3 separate regions of the Mus musculus genome follow, and regions 1 and 2 are each linked to region 3. Evidence: chromatin contacts called from public Hi-C and promoter capture Hi-C data. All regions are on one chromosome and are shown on one strand. The core of a region is the stretch at or near the end of the contact, and the rest is flanking DNA. Distances in the headings are between cores, read along the strand shown. Region 1 overlaps Foxo3 (forkhead box O3). Region 2 has its middle 71 kb from the start of Gm40630. Region 3 holds the start of Armc2 (armadillo repeat containing 2).

What was found. Promoter capture Hi-C pulls out the DNA fragments that hold promoters and counts their contacts. A called contact is a pair of places that touch in the nucleus more often than the background predicts.
Region 1: a contact with region 3 is called in a promoter capture Hi-C map of 3T3-L1-derived adipocytes, with 7 times the contacts expected there. The contact joins the enhancer-like site here to the promoter of Armc2 in region 3. A contact is called at or near these places in 13 of 39 promoter capture datasets (the 3T3-L1 cell line, 3T3-L1-derived adipocytes, the C10 cell line and 9 more), 2 of 15 datasets of contacts at CTCF or cohesin (the NIH/3T3 cell line and embryonic stem cells), 10 of 484 Hi-C or Micro-C datasets (the G1E-ER4 cell line, the HPC-7 cell line, Sertoli cells and 5 more), 7 of 115 datasets of contacts at active chromatin or transcription factors (bone marrow-derived macrophages, embryonic stem cells, forebrain and 2 more) and 2 of 9 other capture datasets (adipose tissue and liver).
Region 2: a contact with region 3 is called in a Hi-C map of bone marrow-derived macrophages, with 32 read pairs. The contact joins the enhancer-like site here to the promoter of Armc2 in region 3. A contact is called at or near these places in 9 of 39 promoter capture datasets (the 3T3-L1 cell line, cranial neural crest, hematopoietic stem and progenitor cells and 4 more), 2 of 15 datasets of contacts at CTCF or cohesin (CD8 T cells and the NIH/3T3 cell line), 2 of 484 Hi-C or Micro-C datasets (bone marrow-derived macrophages and uterus), 3 of 115 datasets of contacts at active chromatin or transcription factors (bone marrow-derived macrophages and embryonic stem cells) and 1 of 9 other capture datasets (adipose tissue).

What each region holds. Positions count from the first base shown.
Region 1 is chr10:42,203,046-42,207,312 of GRCm38.p6, forward strand. The region is part of intron 2 of Foxo3 (forkhead box O3); the gene reads right to left. Among named protein-coding and RNA genes, the nearest start is that of Gm38485, 70 kb to the right of the region's middle. Within about 2 kb of position 1,961, at least 53 of the 459 cell types and tissues checked have an H3K27ac peak or open chromatin away from gene starts, as enhancers often do. A contact at or near this core is called in 3T3-L1-derived adipocytes, adipose tissue, cerebral cortex and 2 more, where this site is marked.
Region 2 is chr10:42,150,172-42,154,728 of GRCm38.p6, forward strand. No RefSeq gene overlaps it. Among named protein-coding and RNA genes, the nearest start is that of Gm40630, 71 kb to the left of the region's middle. Within about 2 kb of position 2,515, at least 49 of the 459 cell types and tissues checked have an H3K27ac peak or open chromatin away from gene starts, as enhancers often do. A contact at or near this core is called in bone marrow-derived macrophages, hippocampal neurons and uterus, where this site is marked.
Region 3 is chr10:42,016,103-42,020,252 of GRCm38.p6, forward strand. It overlaps Armc2 (armadillo repeat containing 2), which reads right to left and starts at 2,280. Exons shown (of 18, transcript NM_001034858.3): 1 at 2,091-2,280. It overlaps 1700016J18Rik (a long non-coding RNA gene), which reads left to right and starts at 2,052. Exons shown (of 3, transcript XR_871596.3): 1 at 2,052-2,159; 2 at 2,506-2,810.

The DNA of each region.
Region 1 (4,267 bases), core at 711-3,210, 190 kb after region 3:
GAGTGGGTGGGTAGGACAGCAAGCCAGGGAAGGTAGCCATGGAGGAGACAGGCCCAGTGCTGTGATGGGGACCTCAACTGCCCCTCTGGAGAAGGCAGGAGCAAACGCGCTCTATGTCTGGGATCCCTGCGAGGAGGCTATGATGTGCGGCACGCAATGCTCCCTAGCCGAGTGCCAAGCACAAGTCTCAACAGCAGATCTCATAGTCAGACATCTCGGACCCTAGCTTACTGTTTTCTGAGCATCGTGTGCTTTTGAGTCAAAAGGTGAGAGGGCGGTGCCTTCCAAGAAAGGATCACAAACTTGTAAAAGTTTTTTAGGGTGCAGTGCCAGAAACTAGACACTTGTTAGCGGCTGCTCACTGCATCTGCCTCAGCTCCTGCATCTACCTCAGCTCCTTCCAAGCCATGTTTACCTTGTGGAAACTCTGCTAACCCAGACACCAGCTGCGCATGCTTTCCCTGGAACACAGAGAGGGTTTGTCTGGAAGCAACATGTGGTTCCAATTTATCTTTCCCAGCAACAGCAAGGAGAAATCTACCCACTTTAAAAATAAAAAGGTTGTGCAATTTAACTCTTAAAAGCCCTGTTTTTTTTTTTTTTTGTTTTTGTTTTTGTTTTTTTGCAAAGACAATTCTAATTCCTCCTCCCCCTCCCCCTCCCCCTCTTTTTTATTTTCTGGGCTGTCTAGAGAGAGAGAGACCAAATGTGTAATGGCTGTCAACATATGAGCCCGTCACTGCCCACTAGACTCGGGAGACACTGCAGATGGCTCGTCTCCAGCAGTCTTCATCCGCCTCTCATGCAGAACCCATGTTTTAAGTTTGCCTCAGCGTTTGATGCGAGGGCACTGGCTATTTAGAACGAAGCTGTTCGATGCCTGGATTCTACTATTTGCTCCTGGTGACCTACGGGTGGCAATGGCTGCGTGGACAGCTCTGAGGCCGCAGAGGCTGACATGCCACATACAGAGGCAGCTACAGGAAACGCTGGCTGGGCGGACAGGGCCTGTCAAAGGTTTCAGTCGAGACTCCAGGTTTCTACTCGTTAGTAATTCTGCAGTCTGGCTGCCTGTTTGAGACTCCCAGGGTAGACTTTCCTCCCCCATGTCCCTTCCCAGAGGTCTGATTCAATACCTGTGCTGAGGCCTAGGTATTTTACTTTTTAAATTTTTTTGTTTTTTCAAGACAGGGTTTCTCTGTGTACCCCTGGCTGTCCTGGAACTCACTGTGTAGATCAGGCTGGCCTTGAACTCAGAGATACCTGCCTCTGCCTCCAGGGTACCACCATGGCCCAGTTGGGGCCTGGGTATTCTGAAGTCCCCCCAGTTATGCTAATGAGTAGTCATGATGAAACCCACTGAAGTCCCCTCCCCCTAGAGCATCCCACTCACGGATTCCCAGTGCCTCAGGTCTGGTAGCAGCCCAGTGACATCACTGGAGTCCAAGACTTAGACTCACCCTGTCACTGTCCCCTTTAGCTGGCTCTGCCCTCACCTGCATTCATCTCCAGACTCTATCTCCTCTGGACTAACCACCATGATGAATGAAAACAAAGACGAGTGTCAGAGCCTAACCCTGGCCTGGAAATTGAAAAACATTTTTTTCATATGGACTATCTATAGTGGCCAAAAAATAAACCTTTCAGCTGGATAAAAATGTAAATAACCCTTCATCAGAAGGACTGTGCAATCAACTCTGACGTGGAAGACAAGTTAGTCTCTTTCTAGCCTTACCCTTGTCTACAGTCTTAAAAGTTTAAACCATTAAAGGGCCTTAAAAAACAACGATGTTCTAAAATAAATGTTGTTGAGAACTTGGCAGAGGGATTGTATTTCCAGCTAGAAACAAGACTTCCCGCTAAATTTGCTGACAGTAATTCTCTACCCACAGATGTCCTCTGGAAGCATGTTCTACGTTGTCATGCAGACAGCCAGTGATAGCAGGATTAGAGCAGTGCTCCGATGAGCGGAGCCAGGATTGCTCTCCCCCTCGCCTGTCTTAGGTAGAGCTGGCCGGAGAAGCGGCCGAGGAGACAATCCTCGCAGGGAGGCAAAGTCTCCTTAGTGTGGAGGCAGCCAGCATGCTGCCGCACGCCGTGCTGTGGGCTTTCTAGCGTGGACTTTATTTTAATACAAGAGTGATAATATACATTGGTTTTTCACCGAGCTGTCCCACAGCTGCTTCTGCTCTTGGAGGGCAAGAGGGAACATTCCATTCCTTCCAGCCAAGCTTGCACTTGCGGCACACACAGATCCCTGGCAGCCTCGCACCTCTGCCCACACCCACGGCTTGCCGCCCAGCCCTCTTCCTCCCCTGCTCCCCAAGGCCTCACACTTCCCACTCCACAGTCCGGGCCCCAGACCAAGGAAACAGCCACAGGTACCCAGTTCACATGTCTCCTCCACAGAGCAGGTTAGACCACAGCTTTTAGCCAACTCTGCTCTTCAATGTATTCTTCCCTGAGGTTTTCAAATTGTTTCCCTCTCTCATGAGAGACTTGATAAATACATGCTGCTGAAATTCCCTTTAAAACCATGGTTATCTAGCCAGATAAAATCGATGTATTAGAGAGTTCAAAGCCAAGGGATCCCAAAACAGTCTTGAAATTTATTTTTGCAGTGTTTAACAACATAATTTTTATCAACCCAAACTTTACCTGAGATTTTAAAAAAAAGCTACATCTTTTTCCAGTTTGGAAACATACTATGTATAGAAATGGATGAAAAATGGACATTAGAAACTCACATCTAGAACTCAGGGACACAGCAGAAGGTTTAGAGTCACTTTAGTGACATTAGACACTTGGTACAATGCAGGGGAATACGGCACTGGGAAACGGCAGCCATATTTACAGTGCAAGAAAACGGGGATGAGACTGTAAGGCCGGACTTGGATTCAGTCAGTTAGTAAGTGGTAACAGGGCTGAGGTGAACATACCATCTCCTGGCCTTGAGGCATAAAGGTGATGTCACCCAGAAACAATATCAGCACAGTGGTATACTGAAGGAAGAGAGTACAGGATATACAAGACAAAGACACAATCCATCTATCTTACCCATCTATCTACTCACCTACCCAACCCTCCCTCCCTCCCTCCAGCCACCCACCTATCCATCCTATCCATCCATCCATCCATCTTATCCATCCATTCTATCCATCCATCCACCCACCCACCAACCCTGTATGGAACCTGGTTTACAGTGAGTACTCAGAATGCTGTCATCTAATCACTGGCTCTGTGGGAAGGGTGCAGAAGCCACAGGACTGGTCTGAGCTGCACTTTTAAGGTGAGTGAGCTGTGAGAGGGAGGTGAGGGCCTCACGAGTGCTGTGCTGTGCAGTAAGCGCCCACTGGGTAAGTCTGGAATGGCACTGAGGTTGCTTGCGAGTTCTCGGTCTCATCCAGGGTATTAGGAGATAGCACATGCTGACGCAGACGGAAGGTTCTAGTAGAGGGATGGGGAGACCAACAAATTGACAGGGCATAGACCAGCCAGTCGGTGGTGCAAGGCCTGGTAGATGCAGCTGAGATCTAGCTGAGATAGAGCTTCCTTTTAGTTCATCTTGCAAGGCTATGGGGCCTTCACTACTTAGAGACTCACTCGAAATCACAAGTAACAAACCTTGGCGCCAAGCAAGTGCACACGAAGGGAAACTCACAGCAGTGTGTATTTTACTGCAATCTGAAGGAAGAACATGTGCTCACTGCCTGCCAGGAGTCCCTGACACATCTCATCTTATTTTCTTTTCCCCACAAGCAGGAAGCTGAGAGAGAAGAAAGTTTAAGAGTGTGTCCGGTGAGCCTTGGTGCTGCGAATCCAGCCTGTTGGCTAACTCCAAAGTTCTTCTACCATGTGTTTTCCCAATTACCAAACCCACTGAGGAGAGAGGCTGCACCAACAGGGACCAAAGGGCTTGAGCTACAAACACTTCCCGTATATGGTAGCTTCTGTGCCGAGGGAAACTAGCCACTGACTGAGTCCAAGCAGTATTACCTGGCTGTCCGTGGGAGGTCTAAAATCAGGTCCTCGAAGAGCTGGTATGGTACCACAGATCCTCATGCCAGACACATCGGGCAAATGTCTCCAAGTACCCTGGACTGCTAGGACGAGGCTTAATCTGAAACAGGGACCTCACTTTATACTATTTAAAACATCTAATTAGCCTATTATTAAGCCAGAGAGAAAGATTAGCCTGCTTCAAAATTACGTGAATCTTAAAATATGATGTCTTCTGCCTGCAAGTGAGAACAGGCAGGGTGCTCTG
Region 2 (4,557 bases), core at 1,265-3,764, 130 kb after region 3:
GCGATTAACAAACACCAGTTCTCCAAAGGTGTCTTCCCCCACACTGTCTTCTCCACTGCTTGGAGTTTAAAATGTGGTAACGCTGAGACTCATTCTGGGGGTTTGTGGGGACGTGAAACAGAAGATGACCTTCACGTTCGAGGTCTACCTGAGGTTTGAATCCTCTTTCTTCCAGCTTGCCCTCAGTTGTTTCAAATCTTGGAAATGGGGTGCCTTGTCTACTCCACTCACCCTTTTGGTTCTCCTGTGGACTGGCTCCCCAGAAAGCAGACATTGGGGTGAGTGACTGACAGAAGCCAAGCTCCAAGAGTCAAAGGAGAACAAAGATGAAGCCACAGAAGACCTCGGCAAGCCTCAGAGGGCTCACCTGAGCCATCCCTGTTGTGGGCTGGGGAACAGAAGCAAAGGCACCAGGGGACAGCCAGTGGAGCTGCAACAGTCTGCTCCTGTTGTCCTTGGTGACCTGCTTAAGAGACATCTTGGGGTCTTGGCGACATTTCACTTTTGTGGGTCTGGAAGTACTAATGCCCAGGAGGAGGAGACACACCCATCAGGCACAGAGCTCCACAGACCCTCAACCTGTGGTAACCAGGGGTTTCTGGGCCAGTTCTTCCATCAATAATCCATCAGGCTAAGACAGACTTCTTCTGGAGACAGGTATAACTCTTCCTGAACAGCAGAGGGAAGATAGATCCCTGATCAGACCTGGATCGCTTCCGGAGGGAGCATCCAGAGTGTATTTCACCAGTCTTCTGGGTAAGAGGGTGGAAGTGAATGGAGTTTTTGCCTCCAGGGGAGCCACAGCAGGTGAAGACTGAATTGCGCAGGTAGCCATCTCCTTGGTGTGTTCTCCACCAAGTGTGGCCAGTGCCTACCACAGAGACCTCATGGAAGGAGAGTGGGCTTGTGTGTACCTGTGCCCCACGTACGCCCTCTTGGGCCCCTTGGCTGCCTGTGTTTGTACCTGACTTCAGTGCTCTCTTAACTCCAGGCTTGAAGACACATGTGGCTGGGCTGAGAGGAGAGACAGAGCTGGGCAGGGCAGGGCAGGGTCTCAGGTCTCAGGTCCGCATTCCCGGAATGCAGTCCAGCCTGATCCTGTAACCCTCCTGGCAGGAATGGAGATAATCCAACGAGAATCGTGCCCCTCCCTCTGACTGTCAGATATTGAAACAGCCGACCCCAAGGTTGGAACTTCCTCAAGAGTCTGATGCTGGGAGAAGAAAGAGGCTGAGGCCTGGATCCCAGCCAGAGCAGAATCTCATCCCCAGAAAAAGATTCCACACAGTAGTGACAAACCACCTAACTACCTTACAGAAGAGACCAAAGCCAGGACTATGATGGCCAATGACAAACCTGATCACATCTTGACTAATTGCACTCAGCTCTTGCCCTCTCTGAAGATGGACTGGAAGAGGCCACTGGGGCTCTCGATTTCTGCTTCTTCCTAATGTGGTCACCCTGAGTAAATCTCCTTTCTCTGTTTTCTCCTTATCTGTCTAATTGGCCTATTGAATAAAGCCAGACCGGGGTTGGGGTGGAGGGGGTGACATACATCTTTAATCCCAGTAATCAGGAGACAGGGGCAGGCAGACCTCTGAGTTTAAGGTCAGCCTGGTCTGCAGAGTGAGTTTCAGAACAGCCAGGGCTACACAGGGAAACCCTGTCTCAAAACCAAAACCAAACCAAAACAAAACAAAACAAAAAAAACAACAGTAGTAGTAATAATAATAATAATAATAATAATTAATAATAATAATAATAAATACACCTGCTAAGGACTTGTGGCCATGCATGACTGATGAGGGTCACCAGTGTCCAAGCTGTGACCCTAGCAACTCAGGTAACAATGACACAGGCAGAGGAACCCCAAGATATATGTCAGGCTTCTGACAGACAAGCAGCTCCAGAGACCCCACCCCCACCCCAAACATTGAGCCCGGAAAGAAGCCACCTTGTTGACTTTAGTAGCAAAAGTATCCCCAAATCTGGAGTGTGTCAAAAATGGACAAAGGGTGCCACACAGGGTGCTGACATTTGTAACAAGCTTGATTGCAAGGCTGGCTTTGTTAAGAACAAGGATGAGCAAGGGATGATAGGCAGACTTCGACCTGAACTGGACAGAAAGGAGCGTCTCTCACCGAGGAGGAGAGAGCAGAGACCATCCTTCTTCCAAGACCTCCTTCTGGACTACGAGAGAAGAGGCCATTGGAGGCCTTTTTAAAACCAGAGAATTGACCAGTTCAAAACACAAAGTGTTGCATTTCTTCTAATAACACTGAGTTTGGCCTGGGCTTGGGGTTATTTTGAAGCTGGCAAGTTTCCTCAAAGCTGCTTTGGGAGCAACCCTGTTCATTAGTTGGTTCATTCACAGCTTCTTCCTACCAGTTAGCGTGCCTGGAACCCTGCTGCGCAAACAGCACTGGCTCGCCAGCGGGCCTGTGGGCTGGGCTGCAGCTCCCATGCACGGGCTTGCTAGCATGTGCAGAGCCCCTGTTCCACCCCAGCACAGTGAGCAAGCAGGCCTTGTGTGGACAGGGAAAAACAGACACGCTGTCTCTGTGGCATTTTTAGCCTATGAGAGGGGGAATCATCAAAACAAGACAAACATACATAAAAAGGGAAACGTGATTTGTAGTGGTTCCCGAAGGGAAAGCCAGAGTGCTGTGATCCAGACCTTGAGGGGAACCGAAGGGTCTGATTTCCATCTAAAGAACTGTTAAAAAGGGAGTTGAGGCTTGAAAGCTAAGGACTTCAGCGAGGAAGGGGGAGGGGTGGGGTGGGAGTGACCGTCCTTGGCAGAGAGGGCAGCCTGTGTGCAGTCCTGGGGTTGGGGAAATGGGAACTGATCAGAGAATCAAACAAACCACAGAGCTGGCTCCAGTTCCCCAGGGGCAGGTTGTGTGTGTGCAAAATGAGAAAGTGGTCCTAAAAACCGGTACTGACCAGCCTGGACACTGTCCTGTATCAGACGCTTGAATCGGGCAGAAATAATCAATAGTTCTGACACATAATGAGGCCACAAACAGGCCAGCCATGTAGACAGGATTCCCAAGAAAGGCTGTGTGCCAACATAAGGCTAGGGAAAGAAGAGACTGTTTGTTTGTTTGTTTGTTTGTTTCTTGTGAGTGGGAGCTTTGCTCACACTTATGTGTGTGCTTCACATGCGTGCCTGGTGTCCTCAGAAAAGGAGGTCTGATCCCTGCGACTAGTGAACCACCATGTGGGACTAGTGAACTAGTGGGACTAGTGAACCACCATGTGGGACTAGTGAACTAGTGGGACTAGTGAACCATCATGTGGGACTAGTGAACTAGTGGGACTAGTGAACCACCATGTGGGACTAGTGAACTAGTGGGACTAGTGAACCACCATGTGGGACTAGTGAACTAGTGGGACTAGTGAACCATCATGTGGGACTAGTGAACTAGTGGGACTAGTGAACCATCATGTGGAACTAGTGAACTAGTGGGACTAGTGAACCACCATGTGGGACTAGTGAACCACCGTGTGGATGCTGGGGACTGAGCCCCCATCCTCTGGAAGAGCAGCCATTGCTCATAACCATTAACCCATCTCTCCAGTCTACTTAAGCTCCTTTGAGTCTATAAAAGATTTAACCTTTGGGGAGATAAGAGAAGGTTAATATAACAGTTTCAGTTCTTATTTATCCCAAGAGTGAAGGAGTCCAACTGAGGCCAGAAAGCATAAATGCAAACAGGCTATCCACTGAAGAGGGGACTTTTGCTGGGTGTGATGCCTCACTCCTGTAATCCCAGAACTCTGGAGGCTGGAGCCACAAATTTGAAGCCAACAGAGGAGAACACATAAGTTTCAGGCTAGCATGGGCTAGAGGGTGCAACCCAGCTTCAAATATTGAATCCAGCAGCCCACGTCCTACCTGGAAAATTACACTCTAGCAGAGAAGAGAAACTATCCGTTTCAGTATCACGCATGAGAGCTGATAAGAGATTGTAAGTTAGAAGGAAGTATGAAGGACACCACTGTGGTGGGGTCAATGCTGGGGTCTCAGAGCGGAGGAGTCAGCGTCCCCGAGGAAGTAGGATAAGGTAATTAGGCAAAAGGTTGGCTGGAGGCTAGAAGAGAATAGTCTAGGCACTGGGCATAAGCAACACCCCTGTGATGGGAACATCAGGAAAGTTAGAAATTTGGAGACTGGGGTACAGAGAACATAGATAGCAAGGGGGTGCCATTAAACATGTCCTACTCCTTTGTGGGAAATTGTCTGAGGGTTTAACTACTGTGAACAGACACCATGACCAAGGCAACTCTTATAAGAACATCATTTAATTGGGGGGCTGGCTTACAGGTTCAGTCCATTATCATCAAGGTAGGAGCATGGCAGCATCCAGTCAGGAACAGTGCAGGAGGAGCTGAGAGTTCAACATCTTCATCCAAAGGCCAATAGAAGAAAACTGGCTTCCAGGCAGCTAGGATGAGGGTCTTAAAGTCCACACCCACAGTGACACACCTACTCCAACAAGGCCACACCTACTCCAACAGGGCCACAGCTTCTAATAGTGCCACTTCCTGGGC
Region 3 (4,150 bases), core at 1,030-3,529:
ACTGCCAGTGCTATTTCCTACCCTCGGACTCTGAATCCCAGCCCTCCATAGGGGCACAACCGAAGGCTAAATACACCTGAGCTGAGAAATTCCCGGATGAAGGCTATGTGGTGTCTTTAATTGGAGATATGTGCTGTAGTCGATTATAAAGGTACATTGCAGTTTATTTCTGACAGCATCTGATCTGTGAAGCCCTGTGGCAACAGGAATTCAAATATAGCCGCCTCTCCCTTCCCTGTTGCTCAAACGTGTGGGACTGGACAAATGACTCCGGAGAGACAGTGACATCAAGGGTGACGGGCACCAAGAACAGAGGGGACAGTCAGAGACAACACAGAATGGACAGATCCACAGGGGTCAGAGGGAGGCCAGGAGCCCTTTCAGAAGAAACCAGAAGAGTTGTGAACTCTGGAAAGAAGAGGGAGGCTAAGTTGTCGCTTGCATCTCACTGTTTGGTCTGTGGTATCAGATGCGACCACTACAGGATGAACATCATCTGCAGGACGATGGGGAACACCCAAACGGGTTTGTTGTTGCTGTTTTAATGTGTATGGGTGTTTTGCCTGTGGATATGTCAATGCACCACAAGCATGCAGTGCCTGCCAAGGCCAGAAGACAATACTGCATTCGCTGGGACTGGACTTGTGAGCCACTGTGTAGGTTCTGGGAATCAAACCCTGGTCCTCTAGAAGAGCAGCCAGTGGTCCTAACCACTGAGTCATCTCTCCAGACCCACGTGTTATTTGCATGTGTTACTTTCTTCTTCTGGCCTCAGAGGGCATTACAGGCACACTGTACACACACATACACACAGGCAAACATTCATACACATAAAACAAGAATAAATATATCTTTAAAAACCCCTATCTCTACTGTTTGCTACCAACAGCCACCAGAGCCACCTCCTTCATGTTAAAGACAACATTGCCCATCAACATTGCCGACATAGGGTTTGCTGGTGCACCCTCTTTCCCCAGCAAATCAAACACTCAGGGCTCTTTCCATGACTGAATTACTTTGGCATTAAATGAGCATCCAAACAGGTGCAAGAAAAGTGCTTAGATGTCAGAGCAAGTGTTAAGTCCCCCGAGGATCTGCAGCTCTGTGACCTTGAAGGGCATTAGACATCTCTATACCCGAGTTCTCTTCTGTTAAAAAAGCATGGATAATGACCAACTCTCAGGGCAGCTTTCAGCATTGCATGAAATGTCCAAATGCTTTAGCACGATGCTAGCTAGCTCTTACAATACTAAGAAGTACTGTCCAAGTGCTGGCTGGTCAAGAAAGATCTTCCTAGAATGAAAATACTCACCAACAAGAGAAGTCACAAAAGAGACTATCTGTCCAATGTTTTCATGCATATCATAAATTTAAATTTTCAACTAGAGAATACCATCCTTGATTTAAAAACAAAATAAAAACAAACAAACAAAAAAACCCAGCGTTTTTATCTGAATGTCAGTTATCCCAAATCTATGCAAACTGCTAGTCAAAACCTTAGGGATTTACAAAAATGGGATACATATAGTGTGACTTATTTTCTACCAAACGAAAAGAATATGATGTCGGGATGGAAGAACCTGCGGTAATACTTGTGGCATGGGTTGTAAGGGGCATTCTGTATACATACGGTGTAATTAATATTGTTCCACATACACTTTATTGAGGAGTCATTTGTTACCTAGGAAAATCCTAGTTTGTTCTTGTGGCCTGCCTCCACAGAGTCCCTTAGTCTATCACTCTCTCATTCAACCAGTGTTACTGGTTACTCCTGTTAAATACCAGGCAACTGACTAAATGCTCACAGTTACAGAAGCTGACTCCTGTGCAGACCCCGAGAGTATGCAGCAGCACCCCTCGACCCTATCTGGGAACAGAAGAGAGACTGCAGGAGGGGTCCCTGGTGAACCTGCAGGGGACTCCTCACCTCCCGCACGCACAGCTGCTCTCCCACTCCCGGAAAAGCCCGCTCCTTCACCGGTCCAGGTTAGGGCCGAGCGCCTCAGCATCCTCACCTCGCCCTCCCGCCCTCCCGCGCACCGCCTTTGCCCTGCTGGCTAGCATCTCCATGGTAACCGTACACAAACCACCTTTCGCTGCAGGCCGAGCGGTCAGCCTACAGATCCAGGACGCCGCAGAGCGAAGCGGGATGCGCTGGAGTAGGTGCTGGTTGGGGAATCCGGGCTCGACTCAAAACACCTGTGACAAGCGCTAGACACTTAGACCCCGGCGGAGTGTGACGGCCTTCCCGCTCTCGCAGGGCAGCAGGGACCAGGAGGAGGGGCGGGGCGGGGCGGGGCGGGGCGGGGCGGCCCTGCTCCACTCTCCGCCACTGAGCCTGCGCCAATCCCTCTAGCCACGCACGCGTAGCAGCGTCGAGGCGTGGCGAGGGCCCGTGCGGGAGCGCGGGCAGGAGCATACCCACAGGGGAAAGGCAAGAATGGGTGGAGGGGAGTCTTCTTTTACATTAGCAATATGTTCAACCATGTTTGTTTCTCCCCGTAGGATCTCCAAGACTGTTAAACAACTGGCAGAGGAACAATGTAGTGTTTTGGGAAAGAGTCGGTTATTGATTATAGACGTCAACGTCCACCTGGAACGGTTCCTTAGCATCTCATCTCTTATGCTTCAGGCAGAGAGTGCTATCCCTGTGTGTGAATAGCTGAATCGTGGGCCGTAGCAAAATAAATGTGAAGAGCTGTGAATGTAGCAGTGAATGTTAACCTGTTGGATATCATTAACTCCTTGCATTTGGGCAGCACTCAACCGTTTGTAGAGCGAGCTCACAACAGAGCAACTAGGGACCCAAGGTGAGATCAGGAAGGAGCGATTTAAGTCTTGGGTTGCTATGGCTAGTCGCTGTGTGTTCTTACTGAATCACTACAACCCAACAGGGGAAGAAAAAAAAAAGAGTCCTGTGTATATGTTTCTAATTCAAACTCTGTTTGCGTCTACACTGGATCATTGGGTAACACTTGTGAAATACAAGCGAGGCATAAGCTCTAAATTTACACTACGGTATATAAACATAGGGATTATCAGCAAGTGTTGTCAACACTGGGAAAATGCCGTATTCCATGGTGCCAAGGGTCTTGTAAAGAATAACTAAATTGTATCTATTTTGCACAGTTAATACCTTTGATGAGAAATGACACCTGGAACACTGAGTAAAGGTTTTCCAAGTGCTTAACAAGATTTCCCACATCACAGACAAAGAAAACTCAATCATTGATGAAGTTTAGGATCCCAAACTAAATATTATTTTTCACTGGGAACAGGATCTATCCTATGAAGTCCCATTTGTGTGTCACCAGACTCAACTGTGCAAAAGGACATTGCCTGTTGTATAGAAAGCATAACTAGCATTTTGATCTCATAGTTTGTGAGATATGATAAAATACAAGTCCATTTGGGTCTCTTGGTGGCTGTTTATAAATACAGGTGTCTATCTGACCCTTCATGGAGAGTCAGACTTCTCCAAATGTTTTGTTATTAAATGACTGGTAATCTGATATTAACTCAACCTCAACATCTTTCTGAATGATGGTGGGTGAAAAATGAGTATATCGATAGCCAATAGAAATTCAGCTTTACATCTTCTTCTCACCCCAGATTTGCGGTCCACAGTGAGCCTTCCCAAACGTTGCAGTAGCTGGCTTCTAAGTCTAAAAGTCTCATCTCCACTGAAACATGAGCTTACAAACCTGTAAAACAGACATGGCTTGGACCTATAATCCCAGCATGTGAGAAACTTAGACAGGAGGATTACCTTAAGTTCCAAACTAGCCTGAGCTGCACAGTGAGACCCTGTCTCAGAAGACAAAACAAGACATCAAAACCAAATCTGTTTGTTTGTTTGTTTTTTTACCAACAATTGTTATCTATGGTCTTGTGTCTAAAATGTTCATCTAAACTAGACCTTGTAAGCAAACCATTGAAATATGAAGCCAGTCAACCCAGCAGGCCAGATGTCAGCCAAGCAGGCTAGAAGAACCGAAAAGAATGACAGAGACAGAGTTATAGGAAATAATTACTTGAAGAGATAAATGGCATATACCTTAGTTTACTGTAGAACAGTCTATGGGAAAATATTTAGGCTACTTACTACACAGAGGCCTATGTGGCTGATTTGGATGTTCCTCCAAAATTC